Regions from separate parts of the Hordeum vulgare genome. Here region 2 is linked to region 1. A link is a contact called in public Hi-C data. All regions are on one chromosome and are shown on one strand. Each heading gives the region's core, a stretch centred on a gene start, on an enhancer-like site or on the middle of the called end of the contact. The rest is flanking DNA. Distances are from core to core; before and after follow the strand shown.

Region 1 (7,336 bases), core at 3,362-5,861:
TTTAGCTCATACGATCTCGAGGAAGATCAACTGTGTAACAATCGTTCCCCGTCAATATAATCAAGCAGGACATAGGGTTTTACCTCTTCAAGATGGCCGAACCTGGGTAAACATCGTCTCCCCCTCTTTCCTGTAACCCATCAATCTAAACCCCACAGTTCGGGACCCCCTACCCGAGATCTGCCAGTTTTGACGCCGACACCTTTCAGCTCAAAGCATGTGCCATCACATTTGCTTTGCCTGGAGTATAGTCAATGCTTGGATTGTAATCTTGGATCATCTCCACCCAACGAGTTTGACGAAGGTTGAGATTCGGCTGACTCAAGATGTATTTCACACTCTTGTGGTCGGTGTAGACTTCAACATGTCTTCCCAACAAGAGGTGTCTCCAAGTAACCAAAGCATGGACAACTGCCGCCAACTCATCATCGTGAGTAGGGTAGTTTTTCTCACTTGGCTTCAACTTACACGAGGTATAAGTTACCACTTTGTTGTCTTGCACGAGAACACCACCAAGACCATGCAAAGAATCATCACACGAAACTTGGAATGGCTTGGAGTCATCAGGAGGAGTTAGAACTGGAGCCGAGGTGAGCTTCTCCTTGAGTGTATTGAAAGCCAAATCACACTCTGGAGTTCAAACATATTTTACGCTCTTCTGAAGAAGGTTGGATAGAGGCTTACCAATCTTGGAGAAGTTCTCAACGAATCTTCTGCAATAGCTTGCAAGCCCGAGAAAGCTTTGAAGCTGCTTGACATTCTGAGGAGGCTCCCACTTCACAATGGCTTGAACATTTTTAGGATCCATCTTGATGCCCTTGGGAGAGATGATATGCCCAAGGTACACCACTTCATTAAGCCAAAATTCACATTTTTAGAACTTAGCATAGAATTTATGCTCTCTTAGCTTATCTAGCACAAGCCGGAGATGTTTTGCATGTTCTTCCTCAATCTGTGAGAAGGCTAGAATGTCATCAAGATACACCAAGACGAATTCATTCTTGAAGGGAGAGAAGACATAACTCATCATGCAAGAGAAAGTCGGAGGAGCATTGGCGAGACCGAAATACATCAATGTGTACTCGTAAGAGCCAAAGCTTGTCCTGAAAGCAGTCTTAGGAATATCTTCTTCACGACAGAGGATTTGATGATAGCCCATCCGAAGAACAAGCTTGGAGAAAACCTTCTCCCCTTTTAATTTCTCAAACAATTCATTGATGCTAGGAAGTGGATACTTGTTTGTGATTTTCTTCTTATTCAATGGGCGGTAATTGACACAGAGTCGGTCCGTGCCATCTTTCTTCTTCACAAAAAGAACACCACAACCCCAAGGAGAATAACTTGGTTTGATGAAACCCATACATTCTTGTTCATCTAGTTGCTTCTTCAACTCTTCGGGACCAAGTTTATAAGGATGCTTGCAAACCGTTTCAGTTCCAGGCTGAAGTTCAATCACACGCTATACTGGCCGGCGAGGAGGCATTCCTGGAAATTTCGCTGGAAAGACATCTTGATACTCACAGAAAACAGGAACATGAGAAATGGCTGAGATTTCACCCTTCTCACTGAGAGAAAACAGACGGATTGTGTCATCGCGAGTGGCGAAAATGATCACGTCTTCACAAGGACGAGTCAATTTGACTTCTTTGGCTTCACAATCGACATAAGCCTTGTTCATCGCCAGAAAATCCATGCCAAGAAAAAGATCAATATCGTAATTGCCGAGAACAATTGGATAAGCCAGAAAAGAATAACTGCCGATCTTGATTGAAACATTTGAGGCTTTCGTGCTTGCATGCATTAATTTTCCCGGAGAGACAACCGATAATGGCCTAGGTAACTCCATCACATGAAAATTATGCTTGGATGCAAAAGTTATAGACATGAATGAATGTGATGCACTAGTATCAAATAAAACCTTTGCGGGAAAAGAATTAACCAAGAGTTTACCAATAATCACATCTAAGGAATCCTCCGCTTTAGCTGCATTTACCATGTTCACTCTTGCAGACTTGTGATTATGCTTCGCCATTGCATTGCTTGGGTGCCTAATTGGAGGAGGGTGTGGAAGACGTCGCTGGTTGGTACACTTATTGGAGTAGTGGCCCTTCTGACCACACTTGTGACAAGTAACCTCTGACAGTGGACGGAAGTGAGCTGGAGGAGCTCCTGACTTGGGGGGCTAAGACTTCTGTTGGAAACCTGGGTTGGGTGGGTGGGAACATCCACGACCACCGTTCTACTTGAACTGTTGATGAGGACGAGGCGGAGGAGGAACCCAAAACTTCTGCTACTTTCGAACAATCTGAGGTGAGGATGAAGAAAAATGAGAGTCTCTGAAGCACTCTCTTGAATTCTCGACCCCGAGCAGAGCTGACTCAGAGCTGAGAGCCAAGTTGTAGAACTAATCAAACTCAGGAGGGTTGTGTAGGGTAAGAGAAAGCTGCAAACTTCCATGAGACCACCTCTGAATTGATAGATCTTGCTCTTCTCTTCAGGAACATCCTCCTTAGCATAACGGGCCAAGTTTTGAAAGTCGATGTTATAATGATAAACAAATGAGCCTCCTTGTTGAGATTCTTGAACTTCTCACGCATACCCTCAACAAAGCTTGCCGGAATATGATGACTCCAAAATCAGGACAAAAGTAATCCCAACTAATCAAATGGCCACCTTTGGAATCCTTGAGCTTCCGCCACCATTCTGCTGGAATGTAGCTAATCTGACATAGTCCTCACGCCTCATATTGCTGCATTCGAAATGCTTTCTCATGTCGCATAGTCAATCTCCCACATCAAACGGCTGATCACAACAGGTGAAGGACTTGGGTCGATTTGCAAGGAATTGATTGAGATAAGCAAACAACTGCTAGTTGTTGAAATTCCCTTGCTCGCCTTGGTTCCTCTCTTGCATCATTTGAAGCAGCATCTGACTATTTGCATTGGTTGTAGCCATCAAAGCTTGCCACACCTCCGGAGGAGGAGGACGGGGTGGCGGAGGGTCTGATTGCTCCCCATCACGACTTGGATTCTGGCGAGTTGCTCGAGCCATCCTCGAGACGGGCATGAATATTAGATCATGGATGAAAAGATGAAGCTGGTAAGCTGAATCAAAGGCTTGAATATTGCAACTTAAAGTCTTAGAAATTTGCATTCAAACTAGAATTAGTAAGAATGCTTCCATGAAATTAGTGACGACAACATATGATTGAAAGCCGCTTGCAATTGTCCAGTTTGAGCTAGAATTGCTTGGAACAAATGTATGTCCCAACATACATCCGATGAAAGATTTTTCCAGGTGACTACTTCAATCCCCACGTGAGAATTTCAGATATCTTTATTTGTTATGCTATCATGTTGTGGGTCGGGGAACCTACTCAATGTAATCAGCTACACCTTTCCTGCAACTATCAACACATATCCGAGAAGTTCCGCAAAATCATCCACCCCAGACTTTCAAAACAAAGACGATACCAAACCAGGTAGATCATCCGATCTATCTCCACCAGTACTGGGGAAAAGTCACGGAATTATTTGCCACCATGCAAAGTATAGTTGCGTTTCAAGGTCTGCTTCTTGAGATACTAAGTAAGCTGAATGATAACGATGTGTCGAAAACCCCTTGGAGCTCAACTCCCCGGAAGAAATCAATTCAGACAGGAGGCATCAAATCAGAATTCCATCACACTCGAATCATATAGATTTCAAAATACCCGCATGATCCTAATTTTTTTGAGCTAGAAGAGGTGTAATATTAAAATTCCTAAGTCTTAAACTTCACAAGCACTACAAGAAATAAACTTGTTCATGACAAAAAATAACGACCACAGTTGAATTGGTCATAGATCTATGACTATAATTTACGAAAACGTCATGAGGTGTCTAAGAGGGTCCAAACCCTATAAAATTTTGACCATCCCTATCAAGAAGGTCATAATCCCATTACACAAAATGGTCACCGGCATGTGTAACTCTATTTATACCCGTATTGTAGGTCCTCGATGTCTGTTCCTAACTAGTGGTTGAATCTTGGAAAACTTTTTGTTCTCCGATTAAATAGATACTTTTGTACCTTGAAATGTTTTTTTGCAAAAAATCATGAGCAAACTATAAGGCAGTTGTATTTCAAATTTGACCCGCTTCGAGCTGAATGAGTGGAAATTTGTCTTTTTCACTAGAGGTCGACCGGAAGATTTTGGCACCCAACAATTTGTTCAATTGGACATTAATGTGACCTAGTATTTTAGAAAATTGATTTGGACCAAATTTGCAAAAAATATATGATAGGTCCTTCACAAAAAAACTCATTTTGAACACTCGAAAAAGGAAAAACGAAATTTTCATGCAAAGAAAATGAGAACTCCCTTTGAAAACATTGCTTGCCATTACAATATGAACCCCTCTGTAGAATAAAAAATATGTTTTTGAATTTTTCATGTGAAAAAATAGAAGAACAAAAAAAGAAAAACACAATTACATGTGCTCTTTTCTAATTGATGGAATTAGTTATCACACGGATCGGTGAGGTGGCGTCCATCCATTCATCCATCTCTTCATTTGACATCCATCCAACCATCTACAATATATACAGAAAAAATGAAAAAAAACCCACCCGCAACCAACTACCCAAACCCTACCTCCTCCCATTGCACTCTCCCCCGCACCCGCATCTTCTCTCTGCGCTCCCACGCCCTAGGGTTAGCCGCCGCCTCCGACGACCTTATTCCGACGAGCTTCGACAGCCATGGCCTGCGCGCAGCATCCTGCGAAGCTCACCTAGTACCGCTCCGTTGATCCCTCCATCCATATCCGCCCCTCCCTACCTCCAACGCTCGCGCTCAACCATCCCCCGCGGCTAGGGTTCGGGGCGCGACCTAGTCTCCACCACCGACATTTCATTGCGGAGCCTCACAGATCTTAGAGAGCCCAACACCCACCCTCCACCAACTCCTAGGTTTTCTCCATCGACGCTGCCGCCGCCACCCGCCTGATCTTCGGCCACCGGAGTCCCTCCTCTCCTCTGGCCGGTGGTTTGAGATCCGCCTCGCCCGTGAAGCACTCCGTCCAGATCTCCCCCTCCCACCTCCGAGTGCGTGGAAATCTTCCACCGATTTGCATCTCCCATCATGAACTAGATGTCGTCCGAGCTGCCTCTCCTGCAGCTTGGCGCGGCTTCTCCACGGATGCCACTAGTTACCCCTACTGCCACCGGACCTGCATGTTCAACAAAGACCAGCCGCTGCTTCTCCCTCCACCGTGCACATCTTCGCCATCATCGCCGCCGTCCTACTTTTATTCCCCTCCTGAATCGAGGTACCTCTGTCCTTCCCGCCTTCCACTTTTGCTTGCTACATTGGTCCAATTATAACTTGTTTTAGGTTCCCCTACATTCCTTGTTGTATAAATTTGATGTTCTATTTCGGATACAAGTGTTGCTTGTCCATACTTGTGAGTTGCGTTGCCTCCATGCATGTACGAGGTGTTCATAGCTTAATGAGTTTATGTTTTCAGGGAGCAAGAGAGATGAGGCGCTGATCCTGGAGGAGGTGTCTAAATACAACTCCAAGGATGGCTGCTGGCTCATCATTGTTGGCAAGGTATATCCACACATCTTCTCCCCCACTGGCCTTCCTGATTGTTTTCTTGCATTATTGTCATGCCAAGATTCATATTTTGTTCTGCATGATTGTTTTCTTACATTATTGTCATGCCATGATTCAGTTTTTCTTTCTTTCTCTCGGAGGGTCGCGATACTAGTAGCTTGCAGCACAACATGCCCTTGTCAATTTGCCAAAACATCTGGAAAAGAAATTGATACATGTTGGTTACGTGTTGGCCAGCTGGTAGCGATGAAAGTACATTAGCCGACATATTTGTCCAGTACAGTCAGACTATTTATTGAATTCTTGGTTATGGTGAAGAATTAGTTTGGCTTAGTACATGTTTAGTGATTCCTGGGGTTAAAATCCAGAGGCAATTCTCTGAATTGTGAAATGGTCTGAGAGATTACACTCTAATTTACTTCCAGATTTTCACCCTGTCGGAACCGATAAATTATGAGTACCCTACTTCTAGACTTTCACCCCGCTTTATACAAGGTCGGAACACTTCTAGCGAGTGTGTCTAATTTTCTGATGGTCATCAAAAACTAGGCTTTCACCCCATTAAGAATCACATTTGTTAATGTGGGTTCCAATTCTCTATCTGAAGTCTGGGCATAACTTCGGATCTTTTGTCAGTTTTTTTCATCTTCAATGCATTCAAAAATTCATTCCTTGCAATAACAGCTCTTTGAAAAAAAACTCATTTCATTTTCAACAAAGGCCTGAACAGGAATTAATACAGTCATCCATGCATTTTTAGAAAAGTACACATGCTTTTTAGCAAAGTATGCATGCCATTCCTTTTCTTCTTTTGAAGAACAAAATGGTACATGTTTTGATGCTGAGTCCACAAGTTATATTTTATATACTTATTAATGAGCCTTGACTTCTAAATAGATGTCATTTCATTTTGGTTAAAAGGAAACTCAAAAACTTAATTTTTCCTATACAAATAAATAATCTAAATCACTTTAGATATAGATGGACACATGTTTATTTAGAACAAAAGAGATATACGCGGACATAAAAAGGATAGAAAATCTTTGCCTATTATCGATAAACATTCTTAATTACATATGGCCAAATTATACACGTGCAATTTATCAATTGCGTGCATACACACTTAATATGTTATCCTGTGCAACATACCTGGCTACATTATACTTATGTTATTAATTTATTGCACTATTTGAGTGTACAACATCATGCCATATTTAAGTTAGCTTAATTTGGAAATCACATGGATGCCGGAGCGGGTCATGCCCCAAGAGGCCGAAATCACATGGATGTTTAACAACTCTTGTGTGTGCTATGGCTGTGCTCAGTTTGTTGTTGAGTATATGTTGGTCCTAATATCCCCATGGTTGCAATGCTTCTCCTAACCATGTCTACTGTTTAGTGCTCCTATTTATACATGACTTATAATGATGCTATGGTTGGGTTTGTGTAGGCTATTATTTACGATTTAGGCACTGTACTGTTCACAAACTTGCTACTTGTTATTGGCATGGTCTCTAGTGTTAGCAGGAAATGATTAACTATAATTTCTAGAATTGGCCATGAGCTAAAATTACTATCATTAATTTTACTTGTGCTCTGCAACTGCTTAATTGGAATGTTGTGTGTTTGCGCATTATGCATATTTACATGTTATTATATGTATGTTGCCTGATTGGTCGCTCATGGTCAAATTATTGTAAGCGCTGGGTGGTGGCGTCCTTCCATCATCACCTG
Region 2 (7,336 bases), core at 2,587-5,086, 170 kb before region 1:
TGATATGCCACTAGTGACCATTTGCAATGCCATTGCTGCACTTGATTTTGCCGTCAACAATGCCATCGGTTTTCTTTTCATAGAACCTCCTGTACATTGAATCAACTTTTGTAAGGTAGAACGTTCCTGGTGGCAACAAGCTTATGTCTTTGCTTGTTTCAAAATCTTTTGCTCCATATCGGTGCTCCATCAGCTTCAGTGTGTCGATGAACTTCTCAGGTGAAGTCTGAAAACATGTAAAGGAGCATATCAGCTTGCTCTGGCGAAATTAAAAGAGGGGAAAGCCTTCTAAAGGGCAAACGGTTGTTGCCATTCAGATCCTAGCAACTTATAATCTAATACAAACAGCAGTTGAATCTACTATGTACAGTGGTAAATCAATTAATGGTATGTAGTAGCTATCTTCAAGAAAGGCTGTTCTCTAATACAATTGTAGAACTAAATAAATACCAAATTTGCATAGAATAAGTTTAGCAAAGTCACTACACTCTGATTTCCTTGATGAATAAAGCTCATATTGTCATAGTGACCGGGGCAAGTTTTCTGAGTAATCACATACAGAATCCAGTTTCGTGTGCAAACTTGTCCATAGTATGAAATACAAATACACTACGATTCCTTCTCTTTGATAAGCTATAATTTGGTATAAAACCTCAAAGAGTTCATCTCCAAAATACTTGTAACAAATTTCAAAGCCATGTATGGCAAACCATTGGTATGACAAATTTGTACTTCTAATCTAATTTGATGCATGGCTGTAAAATTATGACAAGATCCGCTTTCTATCTGCAACAGACTGGCTGAGGGTTGTGAGAATGGAAGACCATACCACATGTCTTGACTCAAGCTTTGCCGCCACATCAAGAACAGAAGCAATATTTGTTAAACTAAAGGGATGCTGACCCTCATTTAGTTTGAATGAAAACATAGTGGATGTCAAGCCACTGCCGTAAGAAAACATGACAATTCTTTGGCCATTCTGCATAAGAATGGAAGTTAACTACAAGGAACGAACAGGAGATACAAAGGCATACAAATATACGATAGACGCATAAAACCAAAACCTCACCAGACTAGCATGCTTGTTGTAGATTACAGATGCCAATGCAGCATACAGAGATGCAGTATACATGTTACCAATTTGTTTTGGAAGCAACGTTGACGGTTGAACTTTGATGTCATACAAATGCTTTGCCAGTTGTTGAGAGCCCTGAAAGTTCAGTAGAAGACTTAGTGCTTACATACATCAGCGAAGAAATTAAGCATCGTAAGAACTATTATCCACCTAACGAGGAACAACCTTTTCCAAGTCACGACTTTGGTAGCTTTCTTCACTAGTCAGGTTTGCAAAAGGCTGAAGCTTTTCTTTAGCATCATTATCAACCGAACTGACATCAAAGAAAACAAAAACAAATAAGTGCCTTCATCTAGGGGCCAAGACTAAGAGTGTCGAATGGGTATCGTATAACCAGACAAAGGGTGGAGGTCTTTCAGAAGTTCAGAATATTATTTGGTCCACAGATTAAAAGCTTAGTTTGTAAGAAGCAAAAGGAGCATGTATTTAAAAAGAGGAAGCACAGACCTGCAATTGCGCATGAAATCGTTAAAGTAAAGTCGAGCAAAACTCTTCTGTACAAGCTGTGATAGTAAAAAAGTAAGGAGTTTATGTCTGTATTTCCAAGAGGTCAGAGAACAGAATTGGCAAAATTAACAGATTGCAAAATCGTATACATCTCCATGGCAGCGTGCAGCAGTCATACCTTATTATATGGAGAATGAAACACACAATAATCTGCGTCAGAAATCGAGAATTGTTCTCCCACTAGCTTCTCATACCTGATTTCATGATCATAGTGTGATGTTATTGCTTGAGAAGAACAAGATGCTAGTACTGCAGTTGAGTGGGTAAATTATGGCAGTGAACTCACTTGGCACAATACTGTCTATAGCACGAATCCAGAGCCATAAGGTAGCACGTTTGAGATAGTTTCCCATCAACAACCTATAATAATCACGGAACAGAAGTGTGCAGACGATATAATACTATGAAAGAGACCAAAATTATATCTAGTTGAGAAATTTTTTGTTTACATGCCTATAACAAACAAACAAAAATAAGTCATAGAATCCTAACCGGGTATTCACTTGCAAGATCAGGCTTATAGAAATCGTAAACATGAGCCATGTGAGAAGCTCTATATTTACTTTCAAAAGAAATAGGTGCATTTGGACCAATAAGCATAGCAATTGCAGCAGCTCCACCCGTAGGCCGAGCTGGTCCCTCTGCATAAACCTGAACATAATATGGGACATAAAATGAGTGCTGCACAGAGAAAAAAGGGAGAGAAACTGAATCGACTTGGTGCAGAAATTAGATGTTGATATCGGGTGACTAACCGCGCTATCTGTGCAGACCACAAGGCCGTAGCGTCCATCCCAGCATCGACTTTCGACCCAATTCACACAGTTCAACAGGGCAGCTGTCCCACCATAACATGCGTTACTCGAGTCAACTCCCTCAATGTCAGTATTACCACTTTCCTGTATTTGTGACAAATGTCAACAATTGCAACATTGAGTGAGACTGAAACTGAACTAACAAACAACTAAATGAAGTGGAAACTGCGAGTTCACCAAGATTCAGGTTAGAGGGAATATATGTTGGATCCTAATTCCATGATTTACCTCAAAAATTTGCATCAGCCACGTTTTGATGGATTTACTTTTGTCTATCACTGTCTCGCTACCGACCTCCAGGCGGCCAATTAGCTTTGGATCTATGTGGTACTTTTCCAGCAGGGATTTGACAACTGTCAAACTGAAATAACTTTCCAACTTGAGCATTCACGTACCGAATAGAGTATTGCACTAAATATATAAGTATTTGATATAATTGATTAGTAAATTCTACTCATCAAGAAGTTCAATCCCAGCAAAAGAAGGTAGGACAAGGGAGTAATTTTCCGGTGTGACAAAATATACCTCATCGAGATGACATCTTCTACCTCGCTGCAGAAGGCCATGCAGTCTTGCCCAAGACCAATTGTGTACTTCCCCTTGCTGGCCCCGTCATGAACCTCCAGCGCTTCCTGCAACCAGTACTTCAACGCATCAGCATTCAACTCTTACTCCAGCAGCATTGAACCGACACAGCAAATTATCCATGTATTAATTGGGCACAGCCGCTCCAAAGCCACATCAGATCACCATATGCTCGCTCTGTGGGAGACGAAATACAGCACCAGGCATATGCAGCATCTGACAGCCGGTATATCAGAGTGAAACTAATAATAATTCAAATATTCCTTGAGTAAACAAATCACTTCACCACCCGTGATCCACAAATCCGCACGGAGATGGCACCTCCGAACCAAGGTTTCATTTTCCGGAAACAATTTCATCGTGGCGATCTCAACTAGTAGTCTAGTACTCCGTAAACCCGAAATCCCGCACGCCTGGCTAAAACCCCCGCGGCAATTCCCCGCCCAAAATACCAAATCGTCCGTGATCTCGACGCGGAGATGCTCGGAGCCACAGATCAGCCACGTTCGCAGCACGCAGCGTGGCACGACGGCGACAAATCGAGCGGGGGCGGCGGGAACAGCAGCTCTGGTGGAGAAGTTCACCTGCTGGACGCAGGTGGGAGGGAAGTACATGTCCATGGCGAGGATCCCGACATCCTTGCAGTCCATCTCGCGATCCCTCCTCCCGCTCTGTGCTTCCGCGGGCGCTCCCAGTGGCTGGGCTGGCTCGCAGGAGGAGGAGGAGGAGGAGGAGGCGTGTGTGACGTGAGAGAGTTCGTGTGACTTTGGCAGCGCCGGGGACGCGGAGCACGTCGGGGATAATATACGAGATTCCCAGATTCGTTGTCTGCATCCCTGAACCGGTCCTGCCGATTTGTGGGCTGCTGCGACGGCCTGCTTGGGCCAGCTGGCCTGGACCATATAGGCACGACAGTATTTACCTCTCAAAAAACAAAAAGGCTCGGCAGTATTTTAAAGGGAAACGATTCGCTCGCGAGCGTCGTTGGATCCCATCATATCTGGCGGTCCTCGTTTCTTCCTCCGTCACGCACACGTCCTTCCCCTTCTTCCCCACTTTCTTTCCCCCTGCAACCGTTATCATGCCACATCGTTGGTGGTCGGCTTGCCACCCCTCTTCTCGTCTCCTTCAGCGAGTGTACACCTCCTCTCTCCTCTCTCCCTACCGAAGCTCGGGGACTGCTTGCTCAAACCGTTCACTCGTGAAGCTGTGACCCGCTGCGGCATATGCTGGAATCATACTACACGCGAACTAAGTGATACTTCTATGCTAAAGACATGGTCCCGTCGACCGACGATGTGCTGTAACCGGCGACCCATGATGCTACCACCGACATGCCGAATTGCTATAACCACGCATATGAAAAGCTGCAAGCGTGCCATGGCGGAATGCTGCAACCGTTGACATAAAATGCTACAACCGTTGATGAAAAAAGTTGCAACCAGACATATAAGAAGCTGCAAGCGGTCATTGTCATGACAGAATGTTGCAACCGTTGACATAAAATGCTACAACCGTTGATGAAAAAAGCTACAACGAAGGACCGACAAGGTTGCAGCAAAAATCACAACGTCACCGTTGCCACCAAAAACTTCGTCGTGGCCGTTGCAGCAAATCATGTCACCGGATGTAGCTTTTTTCATTGTCGGTTGTAGCAAAAATCGCAAAGCCATGTGCGATGTAGCAAAATGCAACACTAGTTGCAGCAAATAGCGATGCCGGTTGTAGCAAATTGTGATGCCGGTTGAAGCATGTAGCAAAAATCGATGTTAGTTCCAGCATCCTATATCGTGGGTGTGCCTCGCCGTCGCAGTTATGCAGCTCGTCCGTCGAAGCTAGGAAAAGAGGTGGCTGTGCGCGCGGGACCGGGTTAATGGCATCCTCGTCGGGGATGGGCACCGTTCGCCGGGGCCGATGGTCGTTGCCGCTCGCCGGGGCTGCGCACAATCATAGCTCGCCGTGGTCGCTCGTCTGCTGCAAGTTGCAAGGGTCGTAGACGCGCGATGCTGTGAGCGACGGCAGCGGCAAGCGCGGAGTCCACCATTGACGGAAGTTGGCTAGCTGCGGCCGCCTCATATCTCGTCGTTGACTTCTTCTATGCATGCGCGGTGTGGGGTTGTTTATTTTTTACCAAACGGGCAACGCAGATCCAATGGTTACAACAACTCCAATTAAATGATGCAGGATGGACCGGCCTAAGCTGGAGCGCCGGTGCGCCGGCGCCCAGTACTGCCCTTTTAAAACCTTTTCTGCAGCTTTTTATATAGGTCCTTGCTAACTTCCGAACAATCGGAATATTGCAATAGGTCCGAGCAAACGATGCATTCTTCACTAATCATGCTAACTAATTCTGCACTAGGCACTAAACATCTAGATTATTTTCTTTTATTTGCTAATTTTGTACTATTTTATTAGAAAAATACCGTGAAGCATACTTTAAAAGATGCATGCATGCATATAAAACAAAAATGATGATGTCAGCAAAGATTTTATTAAAAATTAAAATTTACAATGTTTTGTAGTTCAAGCCAGCGTTTTGATGAAAAACCGTTTTCACATAAAAGATTCGTCGCAACGAGGCACTACTAGAGAAAATCCTACTAATAGCGATGGATATATGAGTAGCAGTAGCGCTGGTCCAAGTGCTACTGCTATCGCGTTACAGCTAAAAACTAGTAGTAGCGCTGATACTAGCAGCGCTACTCGTAAGTTTAGTAGCAGCACTTGCTTATAGAAAGCGTCGCTGCTAATATTTTTCAACGCTACTGCTAACGTTTACTATCAGAATGCATCATCATCGACAATATTAGCAGTATTCAGAATATTCACAATGCATCATCATCATCGACAACATTAACAGTATTCAGAATATTTTCAAGCTCTACGTATTTAGCATCATCATCATCATCATCATCATCGACAATATTTGCATCATCATCATCTATATCAACAACATGGGGATCGGATTATCGGTAGCTCATACTCATTTAACTCATATAACTCATACTCATTTAACAACTCATATAACTCATATTCATACAACTCATACTCATACAACTCATATTCATATAGCTCATACTCATATAACTCATACTCATATAGCTCATATAACTCATACTCATATAACTCATACTCATATCACTAATAATAATCCAGTTGACGCTTCACGGTGTAGGCGGTGGCAACCCGAAGATAAGAAACCATCACCGGATCATAGCTCGGGTGATGTCCCCGGAGAACCTGCCAGGTATTGGAGAACCTGTCATCCAATGCAGCCATGTAGCGATAGACGTGCTCGTCCTCCTCCCTGGCACGACGATGTACCACCTCCATGGGGGTCGGCTCCCTCGTCACCGATAATGGCCCACGCGACCGCCACCAAAGAAGCTTCAGGTCAATGATGAGACCCGGATTCCGCACCAAGGTGCGCCCCCCGGAAGGTAGCACCTCCCGGTGCCAGCCCGACGGAGCCCAGTCCCGCACAAGTTGGCGCCTATCAAGCAGGTGGACACCACCGAGTCGACGACGAGGATGTGTGATGGGCATCATCGACGTCGAGACAAATTCCTTTGAGAAAATTTTCTTATTGTTTAATGTTTCAACCGAATATTACATGGCTACATCATGTGACAAATTAACCAAATATTACATAGGCTATCTCAAGAGAACATGGCAACATCATATGACAAATTAACCAAGTTCATATGACAAAAACTAATTAGCTCATGTTCAGGGGATCAGCGCTCATGACAACATCATATGAAAAATTAACCAAATATGATTGTGCATGTTTGCAAGTTTGAGGTAGTATGAACTAGAGGGGAGCGAGAGCGTGGTAGTACCGTGCGGGAGCAGGGTCGGAGGTGACCGGGGGCGACGTCGGAGGTGGCCGGTGGCGATCAGAGGTGGCCGGAGGCGGCGGCGCTAACACGAGGAGAATGACATAAATAGAAATTAAACAATAAGAAATTAGTTGTCAAATATTTTTAAATAAACGATATAAATTACTTAATAAATATGGTTGAGAAACTTAAATAAACGACATATGATGGACACTCTTCTATCATGTATGGTGGACACTCCCACACCGTTTTTTCGACCGTCGATGATGGTCGCTACTCCTACTTCCCCTAGTGCATAACAAATATCTAGCACAAGGAGAAGGAGAAGAAGCGACCCCCACGACAACAGTCGGCATTCTTCTTCTCTCATATATGGTGGACACTCCCTCACCGATTTTTCGACCGTCGATGATGGTCGCTACTCCTACTTCCCCTAGTGCATAACAAATATC

Evidence for each region. Hi-C and Micro-C count contacts between places; a contact is called where the count stands out from the background.
Region 2: a contact with region 1 is called in a Hi-C map of seedling, with 2.3 times the contacts expected there. The contact joins the promoter of LOC123407244 here to the promoter of LOC123413649 in region 1. A contact is called at or near these places in 1 of 6 Hi-C or Micro-C datasets (seedling) and 1 of 1 datasets of contacts at active chromatin or transcription factors (embryo).

The regions. Positions count from the first base shown.
Region 1 is chr7H:225,674,713-225,682,048 of MorexV3_pseudomolecules_assembly, reverse strand. LOC123413649 reads left to right here and starts at 4,611. Exons shown (of 3, transcript XR_006613788.1): 1 at 4,611-5,312; 2 at 5,511-7,336.
Region 2 is chr7H:225,843,258-225,850,593 of MorexV3_pseudomolecules_assembly, reverse strand. It overlaps LOC123407244 (hydroxymethylglutaryl-CoA synthase), which reads right to left and starts at 3,836. Exons shown (of 11, transcript XM_045100335.1): 1 at 3,627-3,836; 2 at 2,983-3,089; 3 at 2,686-2,818; 4 at 2,398-2,541; 5 at 2,135-2,293; 6 at 1,929-2,002; 7 at 1,761-1,836; 8 at 1,583-1,638; 9 at 1,301-1,388; 10 at 1,070-1,210; 11 at 1-226. The coding sequence starts at 3,692. The coding sequence ends at 11.